Linked DNA regions of Zea mays: region 2 is linked to region 1. The links are chromatin contacts, called in public Hi-C maps. All regions are on one chromosome and are shown on one strand. The core of a region is the stretch at or near the end of the contact, and the rest is flanking DNA. Distances in the headings are between cores, read along the strand shown. Region 1 holds the start of LOC100193735. Region 2 holds the start of LOC100285885.

Region 1 (6,368 bases), core at 1,927-4,426:
AAATAAAATATCAAATGTGAGACCTGTCGATCAAGATATCGGATATTAAGTTAGCAACGGTTTACTAGAGCTGATTGTCACAACCACCACATGGTCTAGATCTGTAAACCTGGTAATGGGCCCATATAAAATAGGTTCATTTAAACTTCATTTCCTCCTGTATATTGACTATCACGCCTTTTACTATCACGTTAGCAACGGTTTACTAAACCTATTTTATAAAATAGGTTTTTTTTGCATATATATATATAAAATAGGTTTTTGTGCTATACGGTCTAGATCTGTAAACCTGGTAATGAAGCTTGCCCAGGATCGAGCTACCTTCAAATATAACGGCAAGGAGGCTACGAAAGAGGGCATGATAAATATCCTGTTCCTAATTAAGTGCTGGATTAATTAGTTTGAGCAACGGAACTCTGTTGACTGAGAAATGAAAGGAGGAAGGTAGACTCTGCGCTTTTGGTGACATGATAGAAGAGAAGAATAGACAGGCAGACAAGAGCTTGGTTTGGTGGGGGGAGAAGAGAGACCGCGGACAGAGACGACACGAATTCCGTGTGCGGACAAGCATGTGTACCGTGTTGGGCCACGCGATCCCTCCTCCTGGGGCCTGGTGCTGGGCCTGGGCCTTCTCGATATCGCGGTCTCCCTGGACTTGTTCCGATTCGGTCCACACGTTGCAATGATCAGCTCGCGCCCGGCCGACGACGTACGGCCGCCGATCCATCCGGAGTTCCGGACTCCACGGCAGACCGGCCGGCACCCACGACGCAGCTCGAGACCGCAACTCAATGGCTGACTTGGCTGCAGCTGCCCTAGCTGCTACCTGCAGTATACCACCGCTAGCTCCTTAGTAGGCCGGCCGGCGCCGGCTGGGACACGTACGAGGCGCTTACTACGTACGTACGTACCATGCATCAGGGTTTGTAGGGGCTAGCTACATGTGATGATGAGGTCGACGTACGTACGACGACCAAATGTACGTACGCGAACGACAGGCCACCAAACGCGTACCAACACATTCTGCATTTATATGCATGCATGGCGCGCAGGCAGGCAGGCACGCGTCCGATCGACTCCCGCCGGACAGGCGATCGAGAGCTCCTCGTCCGTTGGATGCAAATACTACTATTTTAGTCTTAGGTCAGGTACTCTTGAATTATATCATATATCATCCGGCCGGCCGGCAAAGAGCATCACATATTTGGCACATATGCATACGTGATTTGTGGTACCTAGCGAGAGCGTGAGTGTGTACGTGTCTGTACCTCCACTCTCTTGGCGCGACACCACTGCACCCGGCCGACCAGACGATCGTGATGAATCAATCTAGCTATAAGTAGTAGTCTCAGTATCATAAATGCATGGCCACCTGATTGATTGTTGATTCTTTTCTTTTTTCTTAAAAAAAAAAAGACGGACCACATGCAGGAAGAGGATAGATAGAGGAAGTATACCAGCAGGCGGTGCCTAGGTTAGATATGCACGTCATCCGTACCGACGAAACGACTGGAGCTTCAATTCGTTTTGGCTACATATATATGTACCAGTACGGCAGTACCAGATAGTATGATGAAGCAACAATTTAGGCTTTACATAAATGGGCTGTCTTCGGCTCAGCAGTCATTCCATAATCCTGTCAATCGGGTGGCCCGTCTCCATCCATCTCTTCCCCTTTTTTTAAACGCTGACGATGACTGCTGGCTGCTGCACCCCCTTCCTCCTCGTGACCACGCTGCATGCATGGCTGATGGCTCCCGGCCCTCAGCTCGGCCACCACTGCATGTATGCATAGCCGCCGCGGCGTCGCCTCTCCCTCTCGCGCGCGCGTATAGATGCATCAGACCACGGGCCGTGCTGTTGTCGGAGCGAGCCGTCCATCCCATCGGAAAACAGCATAGCAATCGATCATGCATGTCCAAATACGCCACGTGCATCTGCATACGCGCTCCGGATAGTTAAATGAGGATTTGGGAGGGCCCTTAATCAGGTTTTTTTTAGTGGTGTGTTGAGGTATTAATTGTCTTGTTTCAGTATTTATTTGGATCCATGTTGGTGTCGTTCCTTTTGTTGTTCTGAGTCGTGGTTCGTATAATTAACCCTTTATTTTTTTCGCCGTCGTCTGATAAAAATTACAGCAAAGTCGCCCCAGGCCCATTGTTAATCATGTAATGTAAGCGTGACCTTTATTTTTTTTGGTTGATTTTTGCTAGTAAACGTAGTCATCCTTCGACACTTATTTAATCTGTGCTTCAATTATAAAGACTTACCTTTTCTATCTTAATAAATAACTGTAAGAGCATAACTATCTAAAAATACTAAAATATTTCGTAATTTATTTGAGATAGAGGAAATCGTAAATAGTTACCTCTGTCCCATTCCCGGCTGGCGGCAATGGCTTATGATTACGCTATACGTCGTGCCAGTGTACCACGCAGACACAGATAGAGTCATCATATAGCTACTAGGCAGTAGGCACAGCCACCGAGCCATGTGCATCGCAGATCCGGCCCGGGAAATAGCCCACGTGGAGACGCCGCCATCCACGCACGTTACGTCGATCGGTCGCGCCCAGATTAATTACGTACAACATGCGGCGATCTCACGCACGCCGCCCACCGCGCATTCCATTCAAAAAGACGGAGCGCCAAGAGACCGTGGAATGAAACATTTTCGAATTCTCATACAAGACGAAAAATTTTAATCACGACCGTAGTGTATGAAGAGAGCTCTGAGATGTAAATTTTTAGTAGGGAATGTCGTGCGTGTTCTTCGACGGGTAGGTATGAACCTCATCATTCACTAGGTGAAGAGTTTATGTTTATATATCTATTAGTCGAAGGAACTATTAGGGACATCAGTGTACATAACTCCACGTGTCTGGTTTTTGTAACGAATCATACGAAGGCTTCTGAAACTCATCAAGGCCCAGGTTTCTTTAGCAGCCCATAGCCGGCCCATACCAGAAGAGAGCCACTTTCCTTTCACGAGCCCATGAAATCCAACCACAACTGCTACCCGAGGCGCCGACACCGCCCGTACCCGACCAAAGCGCTTGGGAGTCTGACCCGTGGCCCAATAGTCCACTAACCTGTCCCACGGTCCCACCCAGTCGCAACCTGATCCCTATTCCGATCTCGAGGACGCCACGCCACGCCACGCCACGCTCCCGTCCTCTCCGCTGGCCTCGTGCCCCCTCGTCCCAACTCCCAACTGCCGATGGGGAAGGAGCAATCCGGTGTGCGCGCGCGGGCGCGGAAGTGAACCCCGGTTGAGTAGTAGGTGGGAGATCGAGGTCGCGCCCTTGCCCCACACGCCACTAAAGGCCGCGCCGACGGGCTCATCAGACGCTTTGGAGTTTGGACGGGCTCGCCTCGGCCGCTCTGGCGCTTGTGCGGTGGGTGAAGCGCGGGTGCTGGTGCGGGAAGCCTCGCCAGACCTAGCGCTGCCGACTGCCGAGCTGGGTGCGGGCGCGAGGAGTCGACGGGAAGACAAGGGTGAGGGTGAGGCTCCTTCTCTTCTCGCCTTGCCCTGAATTGCTGTCATTTTTGGTTCATTTGCGCTTGCTTCGGTGGTGATTTGTCGCCGACGCGTCCGGATTCTGTGTCGGTGCGTTTCTTACGGTGTCTGTGATATGGCTGCGACTTTTTCCCTTCCTGTTTTGAGTTACGTTTTCCGGTTGCATAATCTGTAACCCTTTATCCACTCTATTTTCTCCATTTTGTCTTCTACGTGGTATATCAGATCAGCTGTTTGCTACTAACATTTACAGGAAAATTGTGATTATTTAAAGGTTCGTCCGTTCGTGTATATATGACGCTAAGTTTAGTTGCTGAGGATACGAAGCCTGCTGGATGAATGAGTAAGGGCTTTGTGAACAAACATATGGTGAGTGGTTGGGTTCTGAAAAATAAAAACAAGTGGCACTACGAGGGAACAACCGGTATTGTAGAAGCTGTAGTCGGTTTACTGAAATGCTACTGCACTTGATAATTGTAACTCCTCCGGATTCATAATATTCCTACAGTGGTATTTGGGCAATCATTTCCGTGTTAGCCGCAAGTATTGCTGTCAGGACACAGTACCAAGTTTCTGCTAGTTCCTCTTCATTTGAATTTTGAAACCTCTACACTTTAGTTTTCATGCCTTATTTATTTTCGGGCTACTTAGGGAACCAATCTTGCCTCAGCATTGATATTGTAAACATAATTTCTCCTTGATAGCACCTTATAACTGCTTCATACCGTCATACGTTCATGGAATTGAATAATTAACAATGATGTTGATTTCTGTTCTGTAACATGGCCATGTATCATAAGTCGGTCATAGTGAAATTCACACTTTAGTATTCAATGCCCAGCCTGAAAGGAAAAAAAAAGAAGATAATGTACTGTTAAGGAGATGAAAATATACAGCAGGTCACCTTGTGCTTTTATATTATTTGCACTGAACTGTATATACTGGTGATGCTATCACTGCATGCCTAGTTTTGTAAAGATTGTATTAGCTAAATAGACATATGGACATTTCAGTGGCCCAACTAATGTGTGTGTGATATATCCTTTTTGTTTCATTGCTATTGACTTTGTGTAACTATTTTCTACTTCTACTAGAAAGCAACATATATTTATTTAAAATTTTAATTCTGACGCTGGCTTAAAAAAACTCGACTTGCGGGGTAAGACAACCCCCAGACATTGTATTAAGAAGACCTTTTTCACACAGGTCGTGAATCCCACGAACCCCTGCTGATGCTGACTTTACACCAAATTATTCTTTAGGATAATAGCTATAGACAGGATACAATAAGGTCAACCAAAAGGTTCTTTCCAATGAGATACACAAGGAGAAACTACTTGGTGCTTGTAATGATGTTACATATCCCACTGACTAAAGTCGGAAACTACTGTGCCTGTCCAATTTCACACGTATATCACAGGAAATACTTAAATTTTGACCTTTTCTGTTTGATGACTTCCAGAATTATGAGTGAAACAGGGCACACTGTACAAGTCACTAACCTCTCGAGCAGAGTATCTGAAAGTGATCTTCATGAGTTCTTTTCGTTCTCTGGTCCTATTGAGCATATAGAACTTATCAGGTAGTGTTTTTTTACTCACTATCTTTTCAGAGAAATAAAATTTTATTTGTCTCACCTTTCATAGTAGATAAATGGCATCTTAACTTTCTTCACAGAAAAGGATAATTGTTATCCGTGGCATATCCTGTCCACTCAAACATTCTAGTTAAAAATATCTGGTCTACATTCACCATGCTTGTTATACATTTACCTCATAGAATGATCTTATCTTTGGAGTACCCTGGCTCACAATTCAAAATTTTGTTTTATGACACGCCCTTGTCATCAATTTTATGGTGAATTTAAACACTACAGATCAGAAGGATACGGTGCCACTGCTTATGTGACATTCAAGGAACGCTTTGCCTTGGAAACTGCAGTATTGCTCAGTGTAAGTTGTCTTTTTTTGGAAACAATGTTTTCCACACAAATTAAATGTAGCACCCTTGATGTGCCTGATACCCATGATGGCTTCATGTCATGTTCTCTAAGTCGACTTACTGATAAAATGATTTTCCTATAAAGCAAGAAAGTTCTTGAGCCTCTCTTTAGTGTGTACATCATTCAGAGCAAAAATTCTTTTAGAAGAAGTTTCTCCTTCTAAATCGAAGAGGCCCAAAAGCTTTATGTACACATGCAATTTTACATGTGACGCCCTGTTTACCTTTACCCAGACTATCTCAATTCTTAAATGGATTTTGAGCTGGTCGTATACTTTGCCGAACCACTTTGTCAACAAGTCTCCTGGGTAGCAAGTACCTTGTTGACTTGGTTGTTTTTGTTGTGCTTTGACAACACTTTGCATCTTTGATAGGGGGCTACTATTGTGGATCAGCCAGTATGCATAACCTATTGGGGACAACCTGAGGGAACTTTTAATTTCTGGGACAGGCCAACTTGGGAGGTTGAAGAGGAAATCGAATACAGGGTATGCATCTCTCTGTTCTACTAATTTTCTGCATAGTTAATAGCAGTCAACTAGGACAAGGAAGCATTTTTGTACATATAGTTCATTTCTGCCTTGATCAACCAGTTTTCTCAGTATATGACAATTAATTGGATTGACGTTGGCGAAAGGGCCTCTAGCCTAGTGGTTAACGACTTCCGAATAGCACCTCCAAGTCTTGGATTCGATCCCTCTCGGAGGCGAATTTTCAGGCTTGGTTAAAAAATCCTCTCGCTATGTCCATCCGCTTTCGGGTTACTATGCCCTGTGCGCCACCCTTCGGTTGGGCCGTTGCAGAGTGGACGGTTGACGCCGGCCTGTTAGTGATGGGAGGCCAGGGTT
Region 2 (6,617 bases), core at 3,973-6,472, 280 kb after region 1:
GGTGCATTGAAGCAATTGAGAATGCATCCTGATCAAAATGTAACCTGAGTAGTGTACTAGCATCACTGGACTCGATATTGTTTCACCGCTTCTGATTACTACTGCTGTTGGTTCGTTGAGCCTGAGGAATCGGGTGGAGGAGAGGATCGAGGCGTAGGAAGGAGAAACCCTAATCATCACCGTCGATTCCTGTACTTCTGTAGACATCAAAAACTCAGGCCACAGGGAAGTCAAGTGCTCGAAACTCCAAAGGGAAGGAAATTCACACGATGACAAAAACAATAGCCTAATCTGCTGCCATTTACTATCATACACGTGTGCCCCAATATTACTCATTTACTCCCATCTTTTGTTTTCGTATATAATGCGCGATTGTCCTCTCCAATACCACACTTTGACCATTAATATCTTGTATGCTGTAATATTCATACTATGAAAGTGGACATTATATAAATAACGTTTTTTTCAAATATGAATCCAATCTTTTGTTAGTGTTATTCTACCAGCAGGGGCCTCAAAACCCCTTCTGAACCTTTCAAAAAATATATATGGAAGCAATAATACTGAATTTGTACAGTGGAAACTGCAGGTTTTTTGAATAAGCGATAGTTGAATATTAACAAATTTGAATCGTAGATCGAGTCTGCGCCTTGAAAACAATGGAGAGACCGAGAGAATACTGACCTTTGAGGTCCGCAAGAAGTGCTAGCTGTAACATCAACTGATCTGATGAGGAATTGAGGACCAAGACCACCCACTTCCCTTCAAGGTCTGCGAACCAAACACTACCCAAGTTGTAACTGATTACTGAATGAAGGATCTAGTTTTCTTGTTTATAGTCCGCAGGTTCATAAAGTTGAAAGTGCATACTGCAAGGAGAAATTCGTCACAAAAAAAAGTACATTTAGAGCTAGTTTGGTAACCCCGTTTTTTCAAAGAATTCCCATTTCCCAAAGAAAAATAATGGAGTTGTCAAACTAACTCTTATTAATTAAGCCAAATTATCCATTCGTATTAAATATTTGGAATTTATTTTAGATCGTTCAATTCAGATTATTTCAAAATCTTATTATTTGTTTGTTTGTTGCCAAGAAAACTGGTTTTGGATGCTCGTTGCTACCTGAAAATGTTTTTTTTTACTAAATTATAAGATTGTATTATGGAAACGACTCTTTCTTTCTAAAGATCTTTACGAGATCATGAAACCAACAACACACTATATGTGAGGTCAAGGCATCAAGGAGTCACTACCAAATGTTGGTGAGTCCCGCCCTCGACAGAAGTTTGGTATTTACGAGATCAAAATATTATTTTAATATTTTTTCATGATGTTTGGTAGTTTGTTGTACAAAAAGCTTGATTACATGGCAATTTCTCTCCCCATATAGACCTCTCTCTATACATCTGCTAATTAATTTTATACGCTCTGATTCAGTCATCTAACGTGTGATTGGTTGAGTGGCTCCCGTGGGCCGGCCTCCCGCGCGCCTGGCTCGCCAGCAAAGACCGTTCGCTCCGTCTCCACGCGTGCATACGGGTGATGGAATATAGGCCTAGCCTGTACATGCACATGCAGATCGGTATCCTCGCATACAAGTAACCAATCACAATCTCGTATCCGATTAAAGCGTGTGGGGAGCCTGGTTGCTTCTATACAGGCAACCACAATCATATAGATAGTGTTTGTTCAAACACATAGGATTGGAGTAAGGGACACCTGCGGGAGTCGGATGCAGATGCACATTTTATACAGTAATAGTACCAACGCGAGCGCGCAAACGATCAAACGTTTCCATCACAACATGCATGAGGGTACCCATATGGACTCGCGGTAAGAGAGAAACGCTCTCCCCATATAGACCTCTCCAGGGGCGGAGCCAGGATTGTGATATAAGGGGGCCGGCCAATTCATCAATACTATATGATAAAAATATTGTATAATAAAAATATTGTATAATGTTATCAGGTGACAACTTTAGTTGAAATTTGTAGATTTTATTATCCACAAGATCTAATATAGTATGTATATAAGTTATTGCCGCTCATTTTGCTGCTTCGCGTGATCACCTTCTTTGGACTTTGGTTGTGGGGTTATGGTAGAGGCAAGTCAAGTGGTCAGTGGCAATCGGCAGCTGCCTAGCCAGACAATACGATGAAGTATAAAGGGTGAGGTTCAGATATCAGCGTCTGTAGGCGAATTAGGTTTGACGTTTAATGCATTGATTGGTCATTTAACGAATATTTTATCTTTTTTGTCTCCTTTAAACTTTGGTTGACATACTACACTAGAGTTATGGATCATATATTACTAACCACTATATTAAATCTTTGATTAATTACACTGCATAAAATTTAGAGTATATATATTTACACACAAAATTTCAACTATATATATATATATATATATATATATATATATATATATATATATATATATATATATATATATATATATATATATATATATATATATATATATATATTCTCTTGTATGTGTCACAGCCTTGGAAGGGGCCATGGCCCCTGCCGGCCCCCTTGCTCCGCCCCTAGACCTCTCTCTATACAGGTGCTAATTTTATTCGCTCTGACTCAGTCGTATAGTGTTTGTTCAGACACATAGAAATGGAGTAAGGGACACGTAAAGGCTATCTCCCGCGGGAGTCAGATGCAGACTCAGTCGTATAGTACCAATGCGAGCGTGCATACGATCGAACGCATGAGGGTGCACATATGAACCCGCACAGAAGAGAGAAACACGCATGAGGGTGCACATATGGACCCCAGAGAAGAGAGAAACCCGTAGATTTGGAGTATTATTTTGCACGTCCTCGAGCTGTCTCCAGCAATGTCCCCTAAATTCCATCCTCTAAAGTAATATTCTCTGTCCTTTACAACACCCTCTAAAATATTTCGTTATCTATATCTTTACCCTCTCCAGCAGCGTCCTCTATATTTACATCATCTATATCAAGTAAACGGTCTCTTCCCTAGTATGGTCTCTCAGACATTTCATCGAACACGTGGAGTGCATAGCTCGGGGAGGAGCTCCGAACACACCCCAAGTTGCAAATCGGACCAAACAATGTGATCGAACAAAGACATCCAAAGTTGTCATTAACACTTCGCTTGAATTGCTATATACAACATGTGAGTAGCAGTGACAGAAGCAATGTTCACATGCACACATCGGATGTCACAAGTACGTGGCCTGCCTAGAGAACTCCGGTGGCGACGATGCATGCGTCCAGGAAGCGTCTTTTCCGGCCTCCTCGTGGCGCATGTACACGGTCTGATCTCCATCATGGCCCTCTTGGACGGCCGCCCAGGTCGACACCACGGGGTCCGGGGTTGAAGGACTGCGAAACCAACGAACTGGCCTTGCGCCTGTGTGAGGTACCCGCCGCCGAGGACGCCCCACAGATCGTAGCGCTCCACCGTCATATCCGAGAGCTTCGTCATGCCCGCCGCCGAGGACACCCTTGCCGCACTTGTCTATGCGCTCAACTTGGTGTCCTCGAAGGTGGCGAAGCTTGCGCCCGGTGGCCGGATAGCGGATACACAGTGAACCTCTCCAAAAATAGCGTGCGAAAGGACGGACCGCTATTTTACTGGATGCTTTACTGTTCATTGTTGGATGTTTTATAGGAGGTTAGGTTCTCTAAATTTAGAGTTCAGGACCATACATTGTTGGAGGCAGTTTCACGCCCTGCGCTCTGATGGAAGATGAGTAACTGAACGTGAGTGCAAAAAATGAGTATGCACAGGCGTTTGGGTAGCTGGAGATAGGCTAGAGAAACGCGGTGTATAGGCTCTCATTTCCACTCCATGTGGTACAATGTCAAGAATCAATACTCCAGATTTGACTCTGACTACACTTGGCATATATTACATGGATTTGATTACATGATTCATTCTCTAAATACACTCGGTATAGCTAGTAGTACTAGTAGCAGGTACAGTTAATTCTGGGGGCCAATCTTTCCAGAGCCTAGGATAGTAGGATACCACTATTTCTCCCAAGAGAAGAGATCTACATATTTCACAACCTTGAAGGCTTTAAGAGCCGCCTCACTTCTGAAAGACATCCCTGCTTGTGTGTTCCTACGCAGAATGCGGAGCTCTAATCAACGATCCATCTCTGAAATATTCAGCCTTGCCGTTGTGCAGCGATGACGAAGCTTGCGAAAATGCATGGAACTCACTTAACAACTTCATCTACCTAGTGTCTTACTGTTAATAGTTGACTCTATGTATGTACGTATACTGTATTACTGTCTGTCTACTATTAGTCTCTATATATGCATGTGCATGTTCATATGTCATCGGACCAGTCCTGCAGCTCGCCCTCGGAGAAGAGCGCCTCGACGATATTGTCGATCAGGGAGTCGACGAAGGCGTTGCAGCCCAGCGTGAACATCTGCCCGATCCTATTGCGCGCGCTGGAGGCCCATGCGAACGCCGCGGCGCTGGCGACCACCGCCACGCACACCCCCGCCGCCTCCTCGATCTCCATGGTGTCCAGCTTCTTGAACAGGGAGCTGCCCGTCGTCGTCTCCACGGCCACCGCCGCCGCGAACGCCACCTGCATGTACGTACGTACGTAGCAGCACCGGCAGCGCGAGGTTTAATTCAGCCGTGCCGTGGATCCGACGTGTACTCTGTGTACAGGGAGGAGTAGAGCAGACAGCAGAGCAGAGCAGAGCAGAGCGGGCCCTCATCAGTCACTCACCATGGCGAGGCGGCCGGAGATGGTCTCGAAGTCCTGGCTCTTGCGGGAGCTCTCGATGTAGTCAGCGAGCGAGGCGAAGAACGGCAACGCCGCGGAGCCGCCCGAGTCGGCGGCCCCGCTGCCGTCCTCCTCCCCGGCCAGAATCCTCCGCGTCACCACGCCGCTGCCGGCGCCGTACGACCGGAGCGTGCAGAGGCGGGGCTGCAGCACCACCTTCGTCCCGGCGTCACGCTTCTTCGGCGCCGCGGGCCCCGACGCCGTCGACGACACCTTCTGCGGCGCCAGCTCGCAGATGATCGCGCGCGCCGCGGCCGCCATGGCGGGGCTGTGCTCTAGCAGTCTAGCTCTACCTCTCCGGACGGCACCGCCGGACTCGAGGAGCCGCGATTCACTTGGGTTCTTGGAATCCGCGTTCCGCGGCGTGAATCTATGACTGTGAGTAACCAGGCGGTGACACGCCGCCCTTTTTAAGAGTCAGGCAGGGACAGCGAGTGTGAACAACACCCGTGGTTCACGCCAGGAATTTCTCTGGTATCTATTCCTTTCTTGCCGACTCGGCAATAACATGTTCCAGACTGAGTTTAGAAACGATTACAATATTATTTATACCGGCACACCTGCCCTCATCAATACGTATAACTCCGTATACCTATACGCGCCACTCTGCACCGATGTACTTGGTATTTGGCTTTGGTACACGACGGCTGCGCGGGCTCTGATTGTCTTCCTTGACTCCCTCTGTCTGTGCCTTCTGTTGCACTGCTTGAGTCCGCTCCTCTGCATGGTCCATGTGATCTGCTCTGCTGACATTTCCCCCTTCTTTAACGACAGCTTGACCCCAAGCTGGTGCTTGTGGAAATTTCTGCTTAATGGCCTCTTCATCCTCCCAGGTTGACAGTGACACCGGCCAATTGGACCACTTAATGAGCAACTGCGAAATCACCTTACCCCCTTTACGAAGAAGCCTGGACTCCAGAACTTCCTCCGGCACCTGCAACCCAGTAAAGATATCTGGAAGAGAGTCAGTGCTAGGAACCCGCACGCCGTTGGCCGATTTTAACTGCGATACATGAAAGACCGGGTGGATAGCACTCCCAGATGGTAACGCTAGTTCATAGGCCACAGGATTGATCTGCTTAATCACCTCAAAGGGACCAAAAAAACCGAAATGCCAGTTTAGAAACTGGTCTGTCAGCCACTGATCGTTGACAGAAGGGCTGAAGTTTCAGAAAAACTTGATCGCCCACAGTATAAGTACGTTCCACTCGACCCTTATCAGCCTGTTTCTTCATTCTGTCCTGAGCACGCTGAAGATGGAACTTTACTTGCTGTAGCATCTGTTGGTGACCAAGCAACCAAGTTTGTAAATCAGGAACCGAACACTGATCAACGGTGTCTAATCCAAGCTGAGAAGGAGCATGACCGTATAACACTTCGAAAGGAGATTTACCCAGAGCGGTATGATAGCAAGTGTTATACCAAAATTCAGCCAGCGAGAGCCAAGAATACCACTGTTTGGGGCAAGAATGAACGAAGCATCTCAGATAAGCTTCCAAACACTGATTAACCCTTTCTGTCTGACCATCAGACTGTGGATGATAGGCACTACTCATGCACAGCTTTGTCCCAGCCAATCTGAACAGTTCTTGCCATAACTTGCTAGTGAATATGGGATCCCGATCAGACACAATCGACGATGGCAGTCCATGCAACTTATATATGTCTGACAGATAAAGCTTAGCTACGGTTAAAGCTGTGAACGGATGAGCTAGTGCTAGGAAATGTGCATACTTCGAAAACTTATCCACCACAACCATGATACAATTGTACTTGTGGGACACAGGCAGCCCAGAAATAAAGTCCATCGTCACGACTTGCCAGGCATGAT

The links. Hi-C and Micro-C count contacts between places; a contact is called where the count stands out from the background.
Region 2: a Hi-C map of tassel shows a contact between it and region 1, with 2.3 times the contacts expected there. The contact joins the promoter of LOC100285885 here to the promoter of LOC100193735 in region 1. A contact is called at or near these places in 2 of 25 Hi-C or Micro-C datasets (ear and tassel).

Annotation. Positions count from the first base shown.
Region 1 is chr2:6,410,539-6,416,906 of Zm-B73-REFERENCE-NAM-5.0, forward strand. It overlaps LOC100193735, which reads left to right and starts at 3,177. Exons shown (of 5, transcript NM_001348776.1): 1 at 3,177-3,503; 2 at 4,982-5,101; 3 at 5,396-5,471; 4 at 5,895-6,008. The coding sequence starts at 4,986.
Region 2 is chr2:6,687,559-6,694,175 of Zm-B73-REFERENCE-NAM-5.0, forward strand. LOC100285885 reads right to left here and starts at 5,223. Exons shown (of 2, transcript NM_001158775.2): 1 at 4,730-5,223; 2 at 3,804-4,582. The coding sequence starts at 5,047. The coding sequence ends at 4,313. It overlaps LOC103645869, which reads right to left. Exons shown (of 2, transcript XM_008670575.3): 2 at 5,224-5,740. The coding sequence ends at 5,379. It overlaps LOC100272947, which reads left to right. Exons shown (of 10, transcript NM_001147399.1): 10 at 1-467. The coding sequence ends at 32.